2 separate regions of the Triticum aestivum genome follow, and region 2 is linked to region 1. The links are chromatin contacts, called in public Hi-C maps. All regions are on one chromosome and are shown on one strand. Each heading gives the region's core, a stretch centred on a gene start, on an enhancer-like site or on the middle of the called end of the contact. The rest is flanking DNA. Distances are from core to core; before and after follow the strand shown. Region 1 holds the start of LOC123071352 (coatomer subunit zeta-1). Region 2 holds the start of LOC123065903 (zinc finger protein ZAT11).

What was found. Hi-C and Micro-C count contacts between places; a contact is called where the count stands out from the background.
Region 2: a contact with region 1 is called in a Hi-C map of leaf, with 2.7 times the contacts expected there. The contact joins the promoter of LOC123065903 here to the promoter of LOC123071352 in region 1. A contact is called at or near these places in 2 of 5 Hi-C or Micro-C datasets (both in leaf).

What each region holds. Positions count from the first base shown.
Region 1 is chr3B:627,393,487-627,400,439 of IWGSC CS RefSeq v2.1, forward strand. It overlaps LOC123071352 (coatomer subunit zeta-1), which reads left to right and starts at 2,736. Exons shown (of 6, transcript XM_044494893.1): 1 at 2,736-2,934; 2 at 3,168-3,327; 3 at 4,359-4,506; 4 at 4,607-4,684; 5 at 5,337-5,421; 6 at 5,502-5,960. The coding sequence starts at 2,932. The coding sequence ends at 5,561. It overlaps LOC123071351 (protein ALP1-like), which reads right to left. Exons shown (of 2, transcript XM_044494892.1): 2 at 6,142-6,953. The coding sequence ends at 6,362.
Region 2 is chr3B:627,783,595-627,790,547 of IWGSC CS RefSeq v2.1, forward strand. LOC123065903 (zinc finger protein ZAT11) reads left to right here and starts at 2,657. Exons shown (of 1, transcript XM_044489097.1): 1 at 2,657-3,513. The coding sequence starts at 2,749. The coding sequence ends at 3,339.

The DNA.
Region 1 (6,953 bases), core at 1,486-3,985:
AACATGTTTCCCCCTTTCTGAGAGACATAGCTATACCTCTGGTGGAAACAAATCTATGCTTCTCGCGGAAGCAAATCTATGCCTCTCGCGGAAGAAAAAACATTTTTTTTCTCTTTTCGAGAGACACAGTTTGTGTCTCTTGCAAAATCAAACATGTGCCTTCATGAGAAACTTATCTATGCCTCTCGCAGAAGCAACAAGAAAGTTCGGTTTTCTTTTCAAGAGGCATAACTATGCTTGTCGTAGAAGCAAACAAACACGATTTTCCCCTTTCCTAGAGGCACAACTATGCCACTCGCGGAAGTAAAACTGTGTCTCCACGAGAATCGAATCCGTGTCTCTCGGGAAAGGGAAAAAACGCGCAGTGAATCTGCCTCTCGCAGAAGCAAAAAAAGATTCTCGATTTTTTTTCTCCAAAAACTAAGAAAAACTGGACAAAAGACAAAAAGAAGAAAAAACAGAAAAAGCATCTAAAATCCGAAAATGCTAAAAAAAGAAAGAACAAAATCCGAAGGAGCGTCCAATACTTCTTTTTGAGAGTCGCCAACACTTTATTCATCTAGCTAGGCAATTAAGCTGGATACACGAAGGGTCATGGGGGTGAACGAGCCACAGGTGGCGACCCTGATCGAGTGATAAAGAGTGTTTGGCAAGATTATGTGCATCAGTATTCGATGCTCTATTTTCGAAAATAAAATTACAACTCCTCCATGTATGTCATCAACTATTGTTTTGCAATCACTTGCCACCACCAAACTCTGAAGTGATAGGTCTTTAGCAAGCGCAAGTGCTTCGCGGCAAGCTATGGCTTCGACCACTGCAGGGTCAGTAACTTCTAAAAACACAAGAGCCGACGAGCCCAAGAACGAGCCCGTATTGTCCCGACAGACTGTTGTTGTTGCTGCTACACCTATGTCAGATAGGCCTGCATCTACATTCATTTTCATGTGTCCGCTCGGCGGGGGCGTCCAAGTCGACCTCGGTTGTGCAGCCATACGAACTGATGGCCTCCTCCTCATCCTATGGGTCAGCTCGTTGATAGCTTCCAGCTCTGTTAAGAAGTGTTGTACAAACTTGTGTGTTGCCATTTGATAGACCTCTTCGTGAAATGCCTTGCGTCTGGCTGTCCAAGTTGCCCACAATGTGACTGCCATCTCCATAAATTGTGCGTGCGATAGTGACTCCTGAGCATGAAATAACCAGTGTTTGGCACTAGGTTCAGTAATATCAGCCATCTCTTCCACTATCTCCTCATTAGCCAAAGACCATACACATCGTGCCATTGAGCACTCTATTAAGGAATGTTTCTAGGAATCGATGCAACCACATAGTTGGCAATTACCGACTATACTCATATGCATGTGCTTTCTCGCATCCTCCGTCGGCAAGGAATGCCTAGCGAGCCTCCACAGAAAAGTTTTGATTTCTGAAGGGACCTTAATATTTCAAAGTGAACTCCACCCCTTCTCCTCCTGTGACAAATTTGAAACTGATGTCCGCCCATCAAGCAGATCATCTCCTCTCCTCTTTGTTTCTGCTAGCAGTCTATAGGCTGATTTCACTTAGAAAGAGCCTTTCTTTTCATACTGCCAAGCCCAAAAATCTGACATGGGAATGGTGCACAAAGGTATGTTCTTGATGGCCGCAACATCGACTGGCAAAAAAAAACTGGTGTAGAAGATTAGCTCGCCATGGCGGATTCGGTGACAAGAAGGCAATTGGCTTCATTTGAAGTGTACCTGGGAATCCAATTGTGTGACCATATCTGCGTGGTACCCCCATCGCCTATCCTTCGGATTAAACCTTGAGCTAGCATGTCCCTCCCCTCCATCAGCCATCGCCAAATCTGCGAGGGGTGAGAGCCCACAACAGCATCCAAGAAGCTCTCTTCCGGATAATAAATCGCCTTGTGAAACTTTGTACAGAGAGTCAGGCGTAATCAACAAACGCCATGCCTGTCGGGCTAATAGTGCAAGATTGAAGAGTTCAAGATCTCTGAAACCAAGCCCGCCTTACTTTTTTGGTTGTGTCATTGTATGCCAAGAGACCCAATGAGGCTTTCTCTTGCCCTCTTTGCTCCCCCAAAAGAATTGTCGTATGAGCTTGTTTAAGTGTTCACACAGCCCCATCGGGAGCTTAAAACATGACATAGAAAACACTGGGACCACTTGCGCCACTGAATTGATCAAAATTTCTTTACGCACAGAAGATATTGCTTTCTCAATCCACCCCTTAACCTTGCTCCAAAGCCTATCCCTTAGATACTTGAAAGCCCCGATTTTACTAGTTTCAATACCAGATGGCATTACCCAAATACTTTTCATTAAGAGTTTTAGTTTGCACATTGAGTATAGCTTTAACCTTCCGCCTGATAGACTTTGGACATCCTTTACTGAAAAAGACCGAGGACTTATTACTGTTGATCCTTTGGTCTGAAGTTTGACAATAAGAATTCAGTAAATTTGACACCTCCCTCGCCCCTGCACCATTTGCCTTGAAAACAACAGGCTATTATGAGCAAATAAAAAGTGATTAACCGGGGGCGCCGAAGGAGCCACCTGAATTCCACGAACTTGCGACGACTGATCTCTGGATTTGAGGAGGCCGTGACGCGCACTCTCAGCCTACCAAAATATCCTTGCGGGGCTGTCGCAATGGGTACCCAATGAAACTGAGAATTGCCCAGGGTAGCCCAATAAGCAGCCTCGGTCGTAGCTTGGGCCGGGTCCGCATAAACCAACGCTTTTCTCACACGAAAATGAAAAGGGAAATGAAAAAAACTACTCCACTCTGTCCTCGTTGTCATTATTGATCTTCGTCTTGGTCGCCCTCCCTTCGCCTGCGCTCGCGCAGCAGCAACCCGCCGCTCCCTCCGGCTGGCCGTCGTCCGTCCCGCTCCCGGCGCCCGCAAATTCTTCCTCCCCCCTCGACATGGTAATCCCTTGACCCGCCCCCTCCTCCGGCAAAATCCGACCGCGCGCGTCTCCGTTTGCCCGGTTTACTTAGGGTTTATGCCCCAGAACGGATGGCAAAATCAAGTATTTCTGGCGCAATTTTCATCTCTGTCTCGGCGGAATTAGCGTACTGCGATGTGTTACTCCACGAATTTCGCCTGCCAGGAGTGATTATTTCTCAGAGGTTGTTGGCTTTGGTCTCTGCCCGTGCAGGCGTCCTGCCCTTCGGTCAAGAACATCCTCGTGCTGGACGCGGAGGGGAAGCGCGTGGCCGTCAAGTACTATGCCGATGACTGGCCCTCCGCGTCCTCCAAGCTGGCTTTCGAGAAGTCGCTCTTCGTGAAGACCCAGAAGACCAGCGCCAGAGCAGAGGGTGAGTTTGCCTCTTGAAAGACGAGGAAAGTGTTTCTTTTTTCACTGCATCTGTGCGCTGCGAGGGTAAATGTAAAATGCAAGTTTACATTCTCCTCATGGACCAAATGTGAAATGTGCATAGCGTGTAGAAAAACCGCCATCTTCATGGGAACACTGATTAAGACCTCACTCTCTGCCAACCAAATGGGCCTAGTTGTTTAACACTGTTACTGGCTACAGTTTGTGAGGTCCCTGCAGTACATTCATCAGGTGTACCTTCTTGTTGGAGCATCGTGCCTTTTTTTTGGCTCATCTCTTTCAATCCCTTGTTGCCTTGCTGTGTTGAACAAGGATGCTATAATTTTGTCATCTGGAAATTTTTTATTTCAAAAAAGAACACGCATGAGTATTGCGTGTTACTCCTTCTGTAAAGAAATAAGTATAAGAGTGTTTAGATCACTAAGATAGAAAAGAGTCTGTTACAACCAGAATGGGAAACGGAACACCCTGGCCATCACGAAGTAAACCACAGAACTACTCCTGACTATCAAATAGAACACCACCCTGCATCATTGATCAAGCTGCTGGATCTCCCACTCGTGTCCAATGTCATCGGCCACTGTCGCAGTGGACCAAGTCGTATTGATGAACACTCATGTCCAACGTCATCGGCCACTCGTGTCCATGTATTTTGCATTTTTCTTGTAATCTTGTCTTGCTAGGCTTAGTTCTCATGTTTGAGTTTTCCTCAGGTTTCACTGCAGAGTATTATGCTCATGAATTCTGCAACTATTTGTAAAATTCACCAAACAATTAGAAATTCTGATAAAAGACTCTGTATGCACCATTGCATTATTTCTAAGTGATGCTCGGCATCATTTTATATGTATTACCTTTTCTTGGGTAAACATTAGTTTTCGGTAATTTCAATTGCTCTTATAGTTTTGATGAGAAAACAGAGTAATTTACTTGTTAGTATGGTGTTTTTTTTTCTGTTATAGTCGTCCAGCTATTTGCACCTATTAGTTTGTTTTGTTTGTCATTTTGCAGCTGATGTGGTAATGTTCGATGGCTACATCATTGTGTACAAGTTCATCCAAGATCTCCATTTTTTTGTAACTGGAGGAGATGAGGAGAATGAGCTCATTTTAGCGTCAGTTCTTCAGGGATTTTCTGATGCTGTTGGCATTCTTCTCAGGTCCCGCAAATCCCTTGTATTGTGGTTTATCCTCCCTCCATGTTGCCAGATTGTTTCCTCTTGCTTTGCTAATCAAAGTGAGTATTTTCTCTCCTTCCAGAAACAATGTAGACAAAAGGACCGCACTTGAAAATCTGGATCTCATCTTTTTGTGCCTTGACGAAGTTGTTGATGGAGGGTAATTCTCATGCTTCCACATGCTATTATGCTATAGTGTTGGTTTCCTTTAAAAATAAATAAATTTCGGCTCCTTATTTCTGTGGAATGGTGCGTGCAATAGTCATTTTCTAGTTTTTTGTATCTTCAGCAGTGAATTCAGTTACTCTGTCCGTCCCATATTAATTGTCGCCCAAAAGGATTTATCTAGCACTAAAATACGTCTAGATACATCCGTTGGAGCGACAATTAATATGGGACGGAGTGAGTAGCACTTTTACTTTCACAATTAGGATCACCTATATAGAGTTGATAGCAAAGACAAAGGGACTAAGGAGGGCGGATGTTTGTGGTGCTTTATTTATTGGTATCTTTTAGTTTGAATTCGTGGTAATTAATTTGAGCGTTAGGGATTTTTTGCTGTTCACTGTTTCAAAAAAACATCTGTACCTGATTTCTATCACCACACAATAATCGTTCAGATTTATGAAATTGGAATATGATGTATGTCTTGAGCTGTTGAGGACATGAGCAAAATAGCCTCAACTTAACATTTGCACGTGTGCCATGATAATTCAGACTTTTTGGTCAGGCAGATTGTTATTTATTTGATGAGTTGCGGACCTGCATATAATCGATTGAATAGGTTTGATTGTTCACAAATGGCCTTGCAGGATTGTTCTGGAAACAGATGGAAATGTGATAGCCGAGAAGGTGTCAGGCCATGGATTGGAAGGAGCTGGGTCGTTCACTGAGCAGGTATAACACAGTTGTGATAATGGTTCCAGCTGAAACCTATCTACTTCCAGATGACTTATTCTTCTCCCCTCTACTTGCAGACGATAAGCCAAGCCCTAGCGACAGCAAGAGAGCACTTCGCGAGGTCTCTTCTGAAGTAGTGTGTGTAGGCATCTTTCGGGTTGGCGATGCGCCCAGCATTGAACTCGTGTGTTTCCTCTTGTAGCACAGTGCACCTAGTTTGCAAGAAAGAAAGAAAGAGCGAGAAAATGACTTGAATCTTTGCACGTGAGTTCGTTCGTTCGTCTATTGTTGTGGTGCTCGTCGACATTTTGTCGCAGAGATGTACTCCCTCCGTTCGAAATTACTTGTCTTGAAAATGGATGTATCTAGAACTAAAATTCCGAACGGAGGGAGTATGTGCGGCCTAAGTGCCTAACTGGTTACCAGATTCCCTTCTAAGGTCTGTATAAGAAACTTGTGATGGTGCAGTCGTTGGTCTTGTTGTCTCACCTCTCTTTTGGTGCATAATAATAATCCAGCAGCAGCCCATGATGCTACCAATTTCTTGTGATCTGCAACTTTCTTCCATCCTGTTAAATCATTTGAGTTTTCCCCTATGATTCTACTGAATCATCCAAAACAGCTTAATCGAACGATTCACAGACTACATAAGGAATCAAAATCTCAGGTTGCTAATTTCATGAGACGAAGGTAGAATTCCAACAATACCCTTGCCTGAGAATATCATTGCCAATAACGAGCAAAGCAGACTCTCTTCAAAGTAACCGCAATTCAGGTTACAACTTCTATGACCTATTTAATAATACCAATAACAATCGCAAGGGTAACAAATATCCAGATCACGATTCTATGTTCTGTAGCTATCATTTGTTTCATGTCGAGCAGAGAGAAAAATAGGCGAAGAGGCGCACGGTATGCAGCTAGAGGGCGAGAATCACTACGGCAATTTGCTGCCTGGCCTGCTGACATACTGGCAAAGCACGTCCCTCTGCACGACCGCACCATCATCGGCCACATTGCTGAACTGCTGATAGTAACCGTCATCATGGTCGTGCGACGCTGGTGCCCGTTCTCTGTGTGTGTCGCCGAGGTCGATCATGATGTTGGTGAGCAAGCAGCAGGCGTAGATGATCCTCGGCAGCCGGTGCTTGTCAGGCCTCCACAACTCCCCCTTGAGTACCTGCCACCTTTCCTTCAGCCTGGCCATAGCACCCTGCACCACCATTCTCGCCGCGGCGTGCTGCTTGTTGAATGCTGCTTTTGCCGGAGACAGATCGCGCTCTTGGTATGGAGTCATCAGCCAGGGAAGGAGAGGGTAGCCCGTGTCCCCGATGATGTACTCTCTGACCACTGACCCTGCTGGCTCCCCAGGAAGCTCCATTTGGCCGTCCAGCCTCCCGCCTTTCTCGCACAGCTTGTAGAAGCCTGAGGTGCGCAGGATGCAGGAGTCATCCATGCTCCCAGGCCAGCCACTGACAACGTCTCTGAACCGCATGTCGGGGTCGACAACGGCCTGCAGGACCATGCTG
Region 2 (6,953 bases), core at 1,407-3,906, 390 kb after region 1:
TCGAACTTTCTAGTCTTTTCTGTGTTTGAGAGGGCGTGACCTTTTTAGTTGGAAACGGAGGCTCCAATCCCGGTCCTGGCCACGTTACAAGCCACGTCCCGGTTTAGCTATTCTATAATCTACTATATCCATTCGGAAATATTTTTTGAAGAAATGGATAAAAATGAATGTATCTAGATCTAAAATATGTTTAGATACATCCATTTCTCCGACTAGTATTTCCTGATGGAGGGAGTCCTTTTAACTTTTTCTTAGTGCAAATTCTGTAATATTCTTTTTTTAAACAAAATCCAGTAATGTACTGTATTGGGCCACGAAAGAAGAGGCCCATTTGATGAGCTGACGACCGACCGACGACGAGGAACCCTCCTATTGGGCTATAAGCCTGCGAGCAAAGCCGGCCCAATTTATTCTTTCTTCAAAGCCCTCCCTGAAAGAAAAGAAAAAGTGTCATACAAAAATCTACATCTCCCGAGGGTTCCCAAATCCCGGTCAACATTCACATGGAGCAATCAGCTTTCACTAGTGGCGCTCACCCATGGCAAACAAATGAATCTCTTTACCGCAATAATAATAATAATAATACGAATTTCTTCTTGTCGTCTGAAAGCTCAAACGGGCGAAAGCAGTAGTGTGTACACTAGAGGCGATACACGCGGCCGATTCTTGGCAAGCGGACAGATAAACCTAGTGAAAAATGTGAGTTTTGCATCCAGCGTGACTGCTGCATCATCTGAAATCTATATCTATCTAATCTATACCTCCGAGCTTTTCGAACACGTGTGAAATCGTGTCGAAGCCATCCTCGAACTGAAACCCTTCAGGTCAGATTCCCTCACGCGCATGCCAAGTGTTCGGTTCACCTCTGCGCGCACGCAGCATGAAAACCTCGTCATTTCCCACACACGACAACCAAAAGAGAAGTTCGGCACATAGTAATTCACCATGCACCCTCTCGCAGTTCGCCTGCTCCTGAATGCGACTGTACCAGCAACTCGGCGATGGCTTCCGTCTCAACGACGGCAGAGCAGAAGCAGGTACATATCCAAATCCAACCACTCGGAGTAACAGTGTCGTACAAGCTTAATAATTTTTTTTTGCGCAAGCTTAATAATAATAATCGAACTATGTTGCCTTGCTAGTCACTCGCAGCAGCCAGCGTAACCTGACCCGACGTCCCCATCATCTGCTTACCGGATAAATATCCTAGTACCAGTGGGCGGGGCAGCGGCATGGCATCCATATCACCACCCGCCTCTGACCAGAACTGTGGGTGGCTGGTGTACTCTTCCTTCCACGCGTTTCCCCTGAAACACTCCAAGAATTCGCTTCGCGAATTGGCACTCTGCTTTCCGCCCAAGAAATGGCAGGGTACGCCAGAAAAGTCAAGAGCTTCCCGCGGGATCTTCACGCCAGCGAGCGGAAGCGGGTGACCGAACAGTTCCCCGCACCTTTCCGGCGTTCGTGGCCTCGCACATCACACCTTACGTCCCGCGCAGGCTTCCGCCGCCGCCGCCGTGTGGGTTCGCACGATCGACGTGGTCCGCCCGCCGGCCGCGCAGCTAAGATGTTGGCCACACACTTGGCTCGACCGCTCGCCCAACTTCCAATCCAGCTGGCGCCGTCATCTAGCGTGCGGGAATGGCCACTGCGCTTTTCGTTCGTCAATCAAGATATGCATGTCCACGCGCGCACGGAATATACTACTCCCTCCATTTCAAAATATAGTGCGCCCACGCTTCCCGAGGTCCAACTTTGACCATAAATTTAACCAACAAGACCAACTGCGGCGGGAGAAAAAAATATATAATTGAAAACTTCTTTTGAATACGAATTCACTGATATAATTTTTGCTTCCGCCGCAATCGGTCTTGGTAGTTAAATTTGCGGTCAAAGTTGAAGCACGAGGATAGAGGAAGCACTACATTGTGGAATGGAGGGAGTACTACTAGTCAAGATATACACTACGTACGTGTGCATCGGAACAGATAGAAAGGGTCACAAGTGGATCGACGAGAACAAGTAACGAATAATCGACGGAGTCACGGAGAGCGCGCCATCTTCTTCTTCGAAAAATATGGAGAACCGCAGCGTGGCGTCACACGAAACCCTCCCTAATTCACTCGTGAAAAACACCCGTCGAGGCGTCGTCCATCATCTGTTCCACAAAACCACGGCCGCGGACGATACGAATACGATATGATCCAGTCACCTACGCCGCCACGCAAGTCGCAACGCAGCAAGCCTTGGGCGATCGCTTTTACGTGCGCACGTACGTGTAGCCGCGCGCGTCAGTACGTGGTCGATCCACGCGATGGCGATGCGAGGTCGACGAGCGATACCGATTAGTAGCTAACCATCGCCATCGCTCTCTCGTGATCGATCAGCTTCTGGAACGACGAGGCGAGAAAGCAAGCAAACTTTTTATTGCCTAACCATGTGCCCCGGCGCGCCACGCCCATGCTTGAACGAGCTAGCGAGCGCGACCGCGTGCGTGCACGTTTCTTCGTGGCCAAGCCTAGCTTGAGTTTGAGTGGCTCCACTGCCATTGGCTAGTTCGCACGCACGCACGCACGTCCGACTTTGACGTGAACAACTCTCCTTCTCTACAAGATCAGCTACCCGCAACTCCTACCGGTCGTACGTATATATGCGCCCCTGCGTGCGCGTGACTGGAATTTCAGTTCGCTGCCAGGAAGAAAAGGGGATAGCACTTGCAGCTGGTTACATAGATCGATCTCGATCGTGATGACACTTACGAGGGAGGAGGCGCACGAGAGCAAGGAGATGGAGAGCCTGCGGGTGCACGCCGACGCGCTGCTCTCGCTGGCATCGCCCGCCGCGTCGTCCACGGCGACGGCGGGCAGCAAGCCGGTGACGGCGGCGACGACGACCGTGGCGGGCAGGAGGGCGCTGGCGGCGGAGGGCGTGTTCGAGTGCAAGACGTGCAGCAAGCGGTTCACGTCGTTCCAGGCGCTGGGCGGGCACCGCACCAGCCACACGCGGCTGCAGGCGCGGATGCTACTGCACGATCAGACCGCGGACCAAGGCGCCGCCGAGAGGGACAGGGCGCGGGTGCACGAGTGCGCCGTCTGCGGGCTCGAGTTCTCCATGGGCCAGGCGCTCGGCGGCCACATGCGCCGGCACAGGGGCGAGGCGCCCCCGGGGCCGTCGACGTCGTCGGCTGCCGTGCACGGCGACGCCAGCTCCGGCGGGACGCAGCAGCAGGAGGTCATGCCGGACCTGAACTACCCGCCGATGGACGACTGCGGCGGCGATGGGCAAGAAACGTCGGCCGATCGCAGCTCCGGGCATCAGCTGCTTGATCTGCTTGTGTAGCCTTCACAGAGAACATAACAACATATACTTGTATAGATAGGATGTGCATATACAATACATACATGATGATTCCGTGTTATACTACATGGATGGCTTGATTTATTTGTTTAATTATTAAGACATGGATGGAGTTTAATTAGATTACTAATAACTAGCTACATGATGATTGAGTAATTTTCAGAGAGGATGGTTGACAAAATTTGGAACGTAATCCTTGACATGTCGTTAGCCTGTAGATCAGCAGGCTCTCTTCCGAATTCTGATTGTTGTTTTTATTCTCTTTTAGATTCCATGTTCTTTATTAGTCTTACTATTTGTTTCCAAAGACACAAACGGTGTCTAACTGAATTAGTACTAACTACGTGATGATTGAGTAAAATTGGAGAACGATCATGACATACTATTGCACAGTATTCTTTAAACTACTAGCACAATGCCTATGCGTTGCAACGGAAGAAACAACGGGAGGGACAGTTGTCTCGCTGTAAACCGACACCCGCACAACCCCCTCCTATCAGCACCCGCAGTCAACGACTTAATCCCCTCTCTCATCACAAAGTCTATTGAAGCACAACATAGTAGTTAAGCCGCGTCACCACATTGTCGCACCTCGTCCAAATCCATCAACCATGTCGCCGCAGATTCACACTGCTCTGGCCTGGCCTCCAGAGCAGCCAACCGGTTCTAGTCAGGAAATTTTGTTGTTTTGAGGCTAAATTGTTTGATTTATTTCGTAGCTTGCACATCATCATATAGTATTTAATGAAATTTTACATATTTGTGGAGAACAACTATACCGGAGGGAAAAATCAATTGTCTTGGAATTTTTAAATATCCTTTTCAAATAAAATAAAGTTCTAGGTTCCCTAGATCCATGGAGCCAAATTGCCTCACTTAGTGATTGATCTGGTATTACACATTTGAGGGTGTTTATCAGACCAAATATTTTCCCTTTATTCATGTAAAATAACTCTTATCAGACTACGCATGTACATCACATATCTTTATCTATGGTTAACGAAAAACATACTAAATATGACACCATCAAATCTGCCAGCCTGATAAATTTTCATGAGAGAAACTATTAAGTCTCTTCTCACATGTATTTCATTGAGTTCCTCGCTGGAAACAAAATACTACAATACTCGCAATTGGGTCAACTCTTAGAGAACAAAGCACGAGCTCTTTCATAAGAGTAGAGCGCAAACAAAGCATTTATTATTTCAAACAATGAAAACTAGTCACCTCCATTAATAAAAAAGCAGATGATCTCACAAGAAGATTTTATACTAAATAACAGATAGAGAAAAGGAAGTAAAGTCTGGTTTCGAAGTCGAAGTAGCGCTTAACAAGACCAACTTGAGACTAGGCAAGATATGTTTAATTATGCATGACTCCATAGTCATTATACATCACAATATCGATGAATAGAATAAACGATAGCTGAAAAAACAGAGGCCAAATGCTTGCTCTGGAAGCAAAAGATATGCTTCAGGAGAAACACAAATCACAAGAAATATGCTCCATGCTAGTAGTAGGTGGAGCTAATTTTGCTGAGGATGAGCAACATGTAGCCGGGGGCAGTGGTGGCAGGGGTTGTTGCAACAGGAAATGGAGGAGGCATGAGGGGCTTTATTGGGGCACGGACGCCGCCGGAGGCAAAGTTGTGATGCGTAGGTTGTCGGAGGAGTCGTGGGAGGGGGCGGAGGGGATGTCGAGGATGAGGGTGTGTGGTGTTGATGATGGGTGGTCGGACTACTACAACAGAGGAGAAGCACGAGACGTGTCAGCCAATTGATGACGTCAGTGTCGTACTTGTCGTGGTCGGGCAGAGGAAGGAAGGGAGTGGGGGAGACAACGAGGAGGGGAGAGTCGTGGTAGTGGTGGGCGACAGGGTGGAGAGGAGCGTGGGCCAGACAACGCCGACAATAGCCGCCGCGGTAGATCGGTTCTGACACTATCGACTGCTGCCTGTTTGTATGGAGTTTTTTTCCTGAGATGTGGCTAGTCGGGAGAGACAGGGGGTATCTAAAAATATGTACCTCGGTGCGGGCGCCTTTCTACAAAATTGCCACAAATTGCCTCCAGTCCGTTAGATACAGATCCAATGGTTGTAAATCAAAAATGGCAGATACATCATCACCACTAACTCAGATTTTTATAGGAGTAGAGAGATGTGGCTAGTCGGGAGAGACATGGGGTTATCTTAAAATATCTACATAAGTGTGGGCGCCTTTTTGCAAAATTGCCACAAATTGCCTCATGTCCGTTAGATGCAGATCCGATGGTTGTAAATCAAGAATGGCAGGCACACCATCACCACCAACTCAGATTTCTCTACTCCTATAAAAAACTCAGTTGGTGATGATGGTGTGTCTGCCATCCGTCATTTCTAACCATCAGATCTGCATCTAATGATTGTGAGTTAAGCTGTGGCATTTTTGCAACAAGGCCCCACTTCTCTGCTCCAATTTGCAGAAAACCCCTTACTATCTTGAAACCAACCACATCCTTCCCTCACCTCATTCCTTACTAGAGTGTTTTTCTTTCAAGTTTGTGAACATGTATTATTCTACTTTGGATCCGTTGCAACGCACGGGCACATTGCTAGTTTTATAGAAAAATAGAGATATACTTGTATTTGTACATATATGCTTCGATGTTGTTAATTTGTTCGGTCAAAATTCTCATTTTCATGTCTGTGGGCTATCTAGGAGGTGCTAGTATTTTCCATCTGAAAAACAAGCTCGGCGTATTGACCTTCTCCTCCCTCAAACTCGGATGTGCCTCTCGTGTGAGTATGTCGCTCCTTTGGTTGATGTGCATGTTTAAGATTGTAATGAAAAATCACGTGGGGCGATCGCCCTCTTGCATTTAGCTCAAAAAGGATTATGGCTTGTACTTCCTTCGTTCCTTTTTAGTCAGCATATAAGTTTTGTTGAAGCCAAGTGTTTCTACTTTGATCAAACTTATAAAAAAAGTATTAACATTCACAATGTCAAATCAATATTTTTAAATTCATTATGAAATATAGTTTCATAAAATACATATTTGGTATTGTAGATATTAATATTTTAATATAAATTTGGTCAAATTTTACAAACTTTGACTTGACACAAATCTAATACGTGAAGTAGAAAGGACCGGAGGGAGTAAAATTTTACAAAAATGCTAAAAATCTGATATTTTCATGGCAATTTATGTTGACACGAGGATGGCAAATTTTGTTTGCAAACACACGATTTTCTGGCAAAAAATAAATTGAGAGATATTTGCCATGCTCGCCAATCAAAGTTGTCATCTTCAACGAACATAATTTCTCATGAAAAATGTTTGATTTGCCATGCTAAAAATCTTCACATGTTATTCTTTTCCAAATTTTACTTTATGTTTCGAGAGTGAGAGAGGCCGCTACTTTTTCTACAGCAGGCATGCACACCCTATCACTATAAGCACTTTCAAGAGCTAGACCGATAGATCTTAAGATTAACAAAGTTATCACAGACACTTAATAGTTGACAGGCATGTCATACCACTAAAAGAATAGTGTCAGAAAGTCTTAAATAAATCTAGGAAATATGCTAACACCCATGCAAGTCTAGGACTTATACCTG